Linked DNA regions of Zea mays: region 2 is linked to region 1. A link is a contact called in public Hi-C data. All regions are on one chromosome and are shown on one strand. The core of a region is the stretch at or near the end of the contact, and the rest is flanking DNA. Distances in the headings are between cores, read along the strand shown.

What was found. Hi-C and Micro-C count contacts between places; a contact is called where the count stands out from the background.
Region 2: a contact with region 1 is called in a Hi-C map of bundle sheath, with 1.9 times the contacts expected there. The contact joins the promoter of LOC100304314 here to the promoter of LOC100283318 in region 1. A contact is called at or near these places in 4 of 25 Hi-C or Micro-C datasets (bundle sheath, ear, leaf and 1 more).

What each region holds. Positions count from the first base shown.
Region 1 is chr2:12,340,045-12,344,237 of Zm-B73-REFERENCE-NAM-5.0, forward strand. It overlaps LOC100283318 (xyloglucan endotransglucosylase/hydrolase protein 15), which reads left to right and starts at 2,578. Exons shown (of 3, transcript NM_001156220.2): 1 at 2,578-3,010; 2 at 3,133-3,332; 3 at 3,463-4,039. The coding sequence starts at 2,732. The coding sequence ends at 3,817.
Region 2 is chr2:12,500,591-12,504,506 of Zm-B73-REFERENCE-NAM-5.0, forward strand. LOC100304314 reads left to right here and starts at 2,000. Exons shown (of 18, transcript NM_001361403.1): 1 at 2,000-2,601; 2 at 3,447-3,646; 3 at 3,732-3,885. The coding sequence starts at 2,419.

The DNA.
Region 1 (4,193 bases), core at 1,328-3,827:
TTTCTCCTTGATGAAATTTAGTGAAGACAAACTTGTTAGACGTCGTACTCTCGATCGCTCCTGGTAAGAGCTTGTTCGGTTAGCTCTCAATCCATGTGGATTGAGTGGGATTGGATGAGTTTGAATCCCAAACAGCTCAAACTTCTTCACAATTTTTTCCAATCTCATCCAATCCATGTGTATTGGGAATAACCGAACAAGCCCTAAGCTGCTCCAATTACTTTTTTTAGTTGACAGTGAACTGTTTGACTTTGGTGACGGAGCTAACTAGCTAAGCAGATCTGACTGACTTGACAAGGTTAAACAACAAGCAATGCACATCGTACGCGAGGCCAAGTATAGCTGGTTTCGTATTGGGCTGCGTAAAATATGTTATTGATTCCGTATTGTTGGTTTCGTATTGGGCTGAAAGTGAACAGGGCCCATAGACAAATAGCTTCTTCCCGTTGGTATCAATTACTTGATGTTGTCGCTAAAGAAAAAAGAGTGCAGCTATCAATTTATTCCCCTGTAGAAACACAAGTACTCAGAGCAGAGCGGAAGCACAAATGCAGAGCTCAAGAGAACTGAAGGTACAAATGATCAAGCTGCAGAGTCTACTGAACCCAACAAATGAACTGGATAGCTTCACAGCAACAGCACACGGACTCTGAAAGGCACCGCTAACTAGACTGCAAATCTGAAGGAGAGCAGGCTAGCTGTTGTCACTATGAGCCATAGTTTCAGAAACGATACAGAACACGTTGTAGTTCAGATTTCCATGAAAAATATCAAATCCAAACAAATCAAATCTGACAGGCACAAAATTTGAGGCACGTACTCACAAAACCATGGACAGTCTATTTTTTTAAAAGAAAAATACCTCAAAATATCGAAATTATAGCACACATTTCAAAGAAATTCAGGAACCCAATGAAATGGGAAGTTTGGAGAAACCAAAACTAAAGAGCTTGAGGACATTAAATCAATTGATGAATAAGAAGTCTTCTCACACCCCCAAGTCGCAGCCAAAAATGAAGAATAAAAATCCACCAAATAGGTCATTAATCACAATAAAAGAAAAAAACCAGAGATAGCAGGGGGGAGAAAAATGCTGCATAAAAGAAATTGGAGAGGTACTCAACTCTCTCTACTAATATCTACTCCTCCTCAAGCATTTGGCATGATTAGGGTTGGCTGGACCGCAGGAGACAATCACCCAACCTTCCACATGTCCATGAGAAAAGACGAAAATACTCGTAGAAGCTAAAACTAGATATACGCTCCCGAGAGACAAAACGGTATAGATTTTTTTCTTCTTGCTGTTCATAGGACATGTACCCGGTGTTATCGTGGCTTCATTTTATTGTAGATGCAAGGTTTAGGAGCATGCCACGCGTCCTCTGATTCACATTCTAGCTCGTGGAGTAGGTGAGTGGGGAAAAAAAACAAGAGAAAAAGGAAGGAGATGGTACACTGCTCGTAGCTTCGCAGGTCCTACCAAGGCTTGGACTACGCGCCGACCCTGCGATACGGGCCAAAAGCCCAAAGCATAGCATGCGGCCGGAATAGGAAACGCGGCCGATCACGACCAGAGGTCCAAACCCAAAAAGACTCCACCCACGCAGCTGGCAGCGTTGAAGTTCTGGGTAACCGTCACCGCCTCACCGGCGTGGCCAGTTGAGCGGGCCGGTGGTAAACTGGTCGGTGCCCCACGGCCACGAGAGCTCAGAGATGACAAGCAGGAACGAGCATTCCCCAGGAAATTATAAACTCAATCAAGTTGACAGATTGTAATTTGTTCACGTTCAAATTATCACTCTGAACCGCCCGATCTCGTGCTGATCTGATTCGATGCATGATGCTTGCTGTGGCGGACAGGCATTGGTCAGTTTGTAACCGATGCCCACACGAGCATATCGGCAGCAAGAATTCCTAGCAAACCGACTACTAGTACTAGGAGGCACATTGCACGTTGGTTGGCTCATCCACGGCACGCCCCACGGCCACGGGTGAAGTCATGCTCGTGGCTTCCAGTTGGCAGCCAGCCGCGCGCGGCATTCAAGCCGGTGGTTGGTTGGTTGGTTGGGCGCCCGGCCCGGCTTCCGCCGCCGCTGCTTCCTGCGACGTCTGCTGTGAGCTGTCTGGTCGTCCGGCACCGGCAGTCAGCTAGCTGTACAACGCGGCCAAAGGAACACGACCGGGATTCAGAAAACCCGCGTGGCCCTCCTTTCCGAAGAACTCATGTCCCCCGTGCGTTCGGCACCGGGACCGGTCGCCGCCCTCGCATCGTATGCACTGACTGACCCCACCGTCGTCGTCTCGCGCGCGCGGCTGCACTGCACCCGCACAGGCACAGCAGCACGGCGACAGGCAGGCACAGCAGCCTCGCTGTCGTCCGCGCATCGCCAGCCGGACTCCAGGAACGAGACGCGAACATGCGCCTCAGCAGCCTCCGCGCTCTGCTCTGCTCTGCCCTGTCCTACATCTACATGCATGAGCGCGTCGATCGATTCATTCTTTCCGTCCTCATCCCGGCCATTCCTTGCCTGCCCGCCGCGCGGACTCTATATAAGCCTTGTGCCCCATCTCATCAGCATCCATCACCACCATCTCCGATCCATCTCTTCGGCTGCCTGTGCTACCCTTCCCTTCACCTCACACAGGAATATACTACACATTCCTGCCTTAGATACATATATACTTTTTTACTGAAAAAAAAGGCTGAGCCGGTGCGAGCGAGGCTTGAGCAATGGCGAGCGCGTTTAGCTCGAGGGCATGCGCGCTGCTGGCGCTGCTCCTGGGGCTCTGCACCGCCGGCGCGGCGGCGGGCAGGGTGGACGACGGGCTGGAGGTGACGTGGGGCGACGGCCGCGGGAGCGTCTCGCCCGATGGCCAGGTGCTGACGCTGTCGCTCGACCGCACCTCCGGCTCCGGGTTCCGCTCCAAGGACACGTACCTCTTCGCGCGCGCCGACGTGCAGATCAAGCTCGTCCCCGACAACTCCGCCGGCACGGTCACCACCTTCTACGTAAGCTTCCTTCTCTTCTCTTCTTTCTCGGCCTTCCAGTTTCAGTTCAGCAACGCATGCACGTCCGAGCTGACCAGAGCGCCACCAGCTGCCAACGGGTTTCTGACGACGGGTGCATGCAGTTCATCTCGGAGGGGCCGTGGGATGTCCACGACGAGGTCGACCTCGAGTTCCTGGGCAACGCCAGCGGGCAGCCGTACACGCTGCACACCAACGTGTACGCCAGCGGCAACGGCAGCAGGGAGCAACAGTTCCACCTCTGGTTCGACCCCACCGCCGACTTCCACACCTACTCCATCCAGTGGACGCAGCAGCACATCCTGTAAGTTTCAGAACTACTACTACTACCATCACCATTCCAGCATTTGGCCGAAGCCGATCAGCAGCGACTCAGCATCAGTCAGCCAATAATCCTCATTCTTCTTCGCTACCCTACTATCCGTCGCATGCAGCGTGCTGGTGGACGGGACGCCGATCCGGGAGTTCAAGAACCACGCGGACCGGGGCGTGCCGTACCCGTCGTCGCAGCGGATGCGCCTCTACGGCTCGCTGTGGGACGCCGAGGACTGGGCCACGCAGGGCGGCCGCGTCAAGACGGACTGGTCGCGGGCCCCCTTCGTGGCGCAGTACCGCAACTTCACGGCCGCGCCGCCGGCCACGGCGGCGGCCGGCCAGTACGGGCAGCAGATGGACGCGGAGGCGCAGCAGGCCATGAAGTGGGCGCGGGACAACTACATGGTCTACGATTACTGCGCCGACACCAAGCGCTTCTCGCAGGGCGCGCCGCCTGAGTGCTCCATGGCGTAGTCGGCGTATAGAGGTGCTGGGCTGAACCACGGTGCACTTCGATTGCGATGTCGATCAGTGCACACTATATACGACGCACGGGTCAATTCATTATTTATACCGATCGATCGATTCTTTGGTGTGAAAGAATACTCTAGTACTATAATTTAATTCATTTGATTGGTCGCAAGAGATTCGTTTAAAATCAATCGTTTATGTTTATACTACCCAAGTTTAGTTTCAGAGGTTGGCCAATGAAGCAGCACCAGCAGCTTGTTGAGATTTATTCTGGCCAGACATGAATGTTCCTTCCTTTCCTCGGGAAACCAGAGCAAGTTCCTTGATACTACGGGCACTTGTAGCTTTGCGTGTCATCTCTTTTTAGAACAAACTTCTC
Region 2 (3,916 bases), core at 750-3,249, 160 kb after region 1:
CAAGAAGGAGATAACAGATGACAAAAGGCTTCATGAATCATTTTAATGGCAATAGTGGGTAATTACCCCTTAACTTCATGAGTCTATTGAAATTTATCGTTTGTGAATCACCGTTTCTGGTGCTTTGTGAAAAACATGAAGTTAGCCCTAATTTTATCTTTTTTTTTTGAAGCTGAGGTGGTAAAGCTGGAGGTGTTTGACTATGTTTTTGTGGGGCCAATTTAGATTTCGTAAAGCGAAGCGGTTCCAAACACCCCCTCAGATTAAGGGCGTGTTTGGTATGGCTCTGCTCCACCTCAAAGCAGTTCTACTCCAAAACTCTGGGTAGAGCAACTCTGTTCCTGAGTTTAAATTGTTTCTCATAACCGGTGGTCTAAACTCCATGATTGGGTGGAGCAGCTCTGCTCCATGGTTAGGTTGTTTTTTTTGGAGTTTTCAGAGCAGCAAAAAGAGGTGCTCCAAAAAATTGTACTGCAACTTCAAAAACTCCATAGAGTTTACAACTCTGGAGTTAGAGTGTTTGACATGCTCTGGCCAGCTCCTCCTTGGAGTTTTGCTCTAGAGCCATACCAAACACGGCCTAAGTGAGCCCGTGACTCTACCGCTTCTTTGGTTGGCTTCTCCCGGTAGTCTGGCTGCATGAGACAGGCCGGCGGGAGCCTGGCTCCAGATATGCGACCAATTTGCTCGCGCTTGGAGAGCCTGGCCTAGGGTGCTTTAAGTATCGTGCGAGCCTGACTCCACATCTGCACGCAGGTAACCAAACACACACCTCATACGCGTAGAACCTAGTTGACAACAACCAAACACTAACTCATTGCATCCGCAATTACCAGTAAATACAGTCAACAAAACAATGTACGAAATCGAAGCGGTACGGGCTCGAGTTCCGCCCGCTGAATGTGTCCCTGGCTCGAGCAGCCAATGGCATACGGTACACGTCAATGGCATGTGTGCTCCACGCAACTCTGCGTGGCCCTTGGGCGCTACACCACACCACCCTCCGTCACGTGAGCTACATGTCTATGACACGCGGGGCCGCCCATCTCGCCGTTTCCCACCTCGCAGCATATTGCCGACCGTTAGAAGTAAACCCTGTTCTCTGAAACGTCACCGCTCCATCTTCTATACAGAGTATCCATCTATTTTCAGAGCTTAAACCACGGATTAAAGACACTAATGTATATAGATATTCGATAATATGATAAAATATATACATCTAATATAGAAAAATATCTTTAATATGTAGATTAGGAGATATAGAACACACCGTTGGAAAAGAACGAGATACTCCCTCATTCTTATAATATAGTTTATTTTAGACTAAACATATATTCACTAATTAACATATGAATATAGTTGTATGTATGCATATATTCATTATGATTTCTTTCAATATGGATGAAAAATAAAGGGCTAAAAAGTAATATACTTTGAGATGAAGGGAGAATAACATAAGATAATTTGTTAGCAACCTAGCAACGGTACGGTTCCATAGAGAGGAGGGGATGACGGCAACAATGTAATATGAGAGGTTGCCATTGGTGGCGGCAGTGAACAACAGGGGGCGGCAAGGACAGGGGTGAGGGAGAGGTTGGATTTGAGTAGATAAGATATAATGATTATCTAGTGATTTGAACCGTTGATTTTAGTGGTGTATTAAGTTTCAATGTAATTTGTTTTTATAAATTTAGTAGAGATTGTGGTACGAGAATGATTTGGTTGGATGATTTTTGTAAAATTGAAATTGGATTATACAGTGGGATTCATTTGGTGGTGGTTTGTGGGGGGACTCGCAGAGAGACACATCGGCACGGCACATGGCGCAGCTGAGAGTGAGACAGAACGGCGCAGTCAGCAGTAGGAATAATGAATAAATAAAAATATAAAATATGACAGTTTCTAGGTATATAGGCGCAGGCTCGTATTATCGTCTCGTTAATTATTTAATAATGGGATTCACAGCTAATTAAATCTGGAAGTATATCTTGCCCGCAAGGAAAGAATAGAAGAAAATACAGGCGGAGAGAGGCGAGGAAGGAAGAAATCGACGAGGGGATTGGATTGGACTGCGACTGTTGTTGATTCTCTCTTGCACGCGGCGGTCCTCCTCCAGAGTCCAGACCCAATCCCAAATCCCTAATCCTACAGAGGGATCCCAAATCCGGCGTCCAGTCCAGTCCAACCTGTAGTAGATATCCCCGCCGGCTTGGCCGTCCGTCCTTGCCCCAATTCCGATTGACCGGAGAGGAGTTGGATCAGGGAGCATTGGAATGGCCGCCGCCGCATAGGATGGAGCTGGATTCCTCCGGCCGCTGCTCGGTTGCTCCCGTGAATGCTGTGATCGTCGCGATTGGAGGTGGAGGCGAAGGTTCTCTTCAGTAAGAGCTTCAAGAGCTGTGATCTAGCTGATTGGGTATGGAGGAGAGTGGCGGCAGCTGCGGAAAGCGGGAGGACGCGGCGCCGCCGTGGAGGCCGAGCGACTCCACGGCGTTCGGCCGTTTTGCGGCGGCCGCTTCTCCGCCGGAGGCGTCCCCGTCGGCCTCCGCCAATGGGGCTGCTGCCCGCGTCAGCAGCCTTCATGGGGTCAGGCGGAAACCGGTATGGCTTGTTCTCAACCCCTTGCTCTGTTGCTTCCGCATCATCAAATTCATGGGAATTATGAGGAAGTAGCTGTGTTGCTTCGACACCATCAAATTCATGGGAATTATGAGGAAGTAGCATGTTAGTGTAGCTGAATTCCCTTTTCTCTAGCATTGATTGATGATCAACTGAAACCGATAGGCTGATCATTTGACTGTCACGTCAAGTTCTTGTTTGATTGGTTGCTTGTGCTTGCTTGTGGATAGGTTCTATTCAACCTTTTCCTGGTCTAACTGAAACCGATAGGCTGATCATAAGAGTGGAACAATATCTGATTCGTCGATGGACTCATGTGTTATGGTTTCATGTAAAATTATTAAACTGCATAGTGCATACAATTGCAGTGAGATTTCAAATTGAGAACGAAAGATTTTTAACGCTAAATAACATTGACTAGTGTATCTGGTAAGAATGTTCTAGGATGTAGTATTGACCTCTAGTTGCTTTAGCATATTCCTTCGCTATTGTGCAGTTAATGAGTGTTTTGGGTAGCTCTTTTCAGACTTGATGAGGATCTGAGCAAGACCAAACCAGTATCATACAACCAAACCAGTATCTCACAACACTTGCTTGTGATATATTGTTATGTGTTTCTTCCTTTTTGTGTATGTTTATGTTGATGTTCTGTTCTGTAGAAACCCTTCTTTCTATCAATCAGCAATTGCCTGTGACATATTGTTATGGGTTTCTTCCTTGTGTGTATGTGTAATGTTCTGTTCTATTGTAGAAACTCTCCTTTCATGTGATATTATCTTCTGTTACTTTTAATGCTCTAGTGTTCACTGACTCTTTTTATAATGCAGTCTGTTGCGAGATTAACAGCAGGCATCATTCAGACATATCTACAATGTGATCCCGAGTTTAAGTACTCAGAGGTTCTAAATCCAAAACGTTTCCTCACGAATCCCTCTACCCCAGCCCACAACGATGGGCTTGACAATGCAAATTGGGATCTCATATTGTATGTCAACTTGGAGTTGGTTAATAAGATGTCGAACAGAAGGTTATTCTTTTTTTACTTGGTTTTAGCTGTGCCATATTTGCTTGTTTCATGATATTGAACTGTACCTTGTTATTATTGTACTTAGGTTTATTGTCAAGGAAATGCTTGGGCAGGGAACTTTTGGTCAAGTAGTTAAATGCTGGGACACAGAAACTAACGACTATGTTGCTGTGAAGGTGATAAAAAACCAGCCTGCATTTTACCATCAAGCTATCATGGAGGTTTCACTATTAAGAACGGTATGATAGTTCATTAGAAACTTAACTTCGT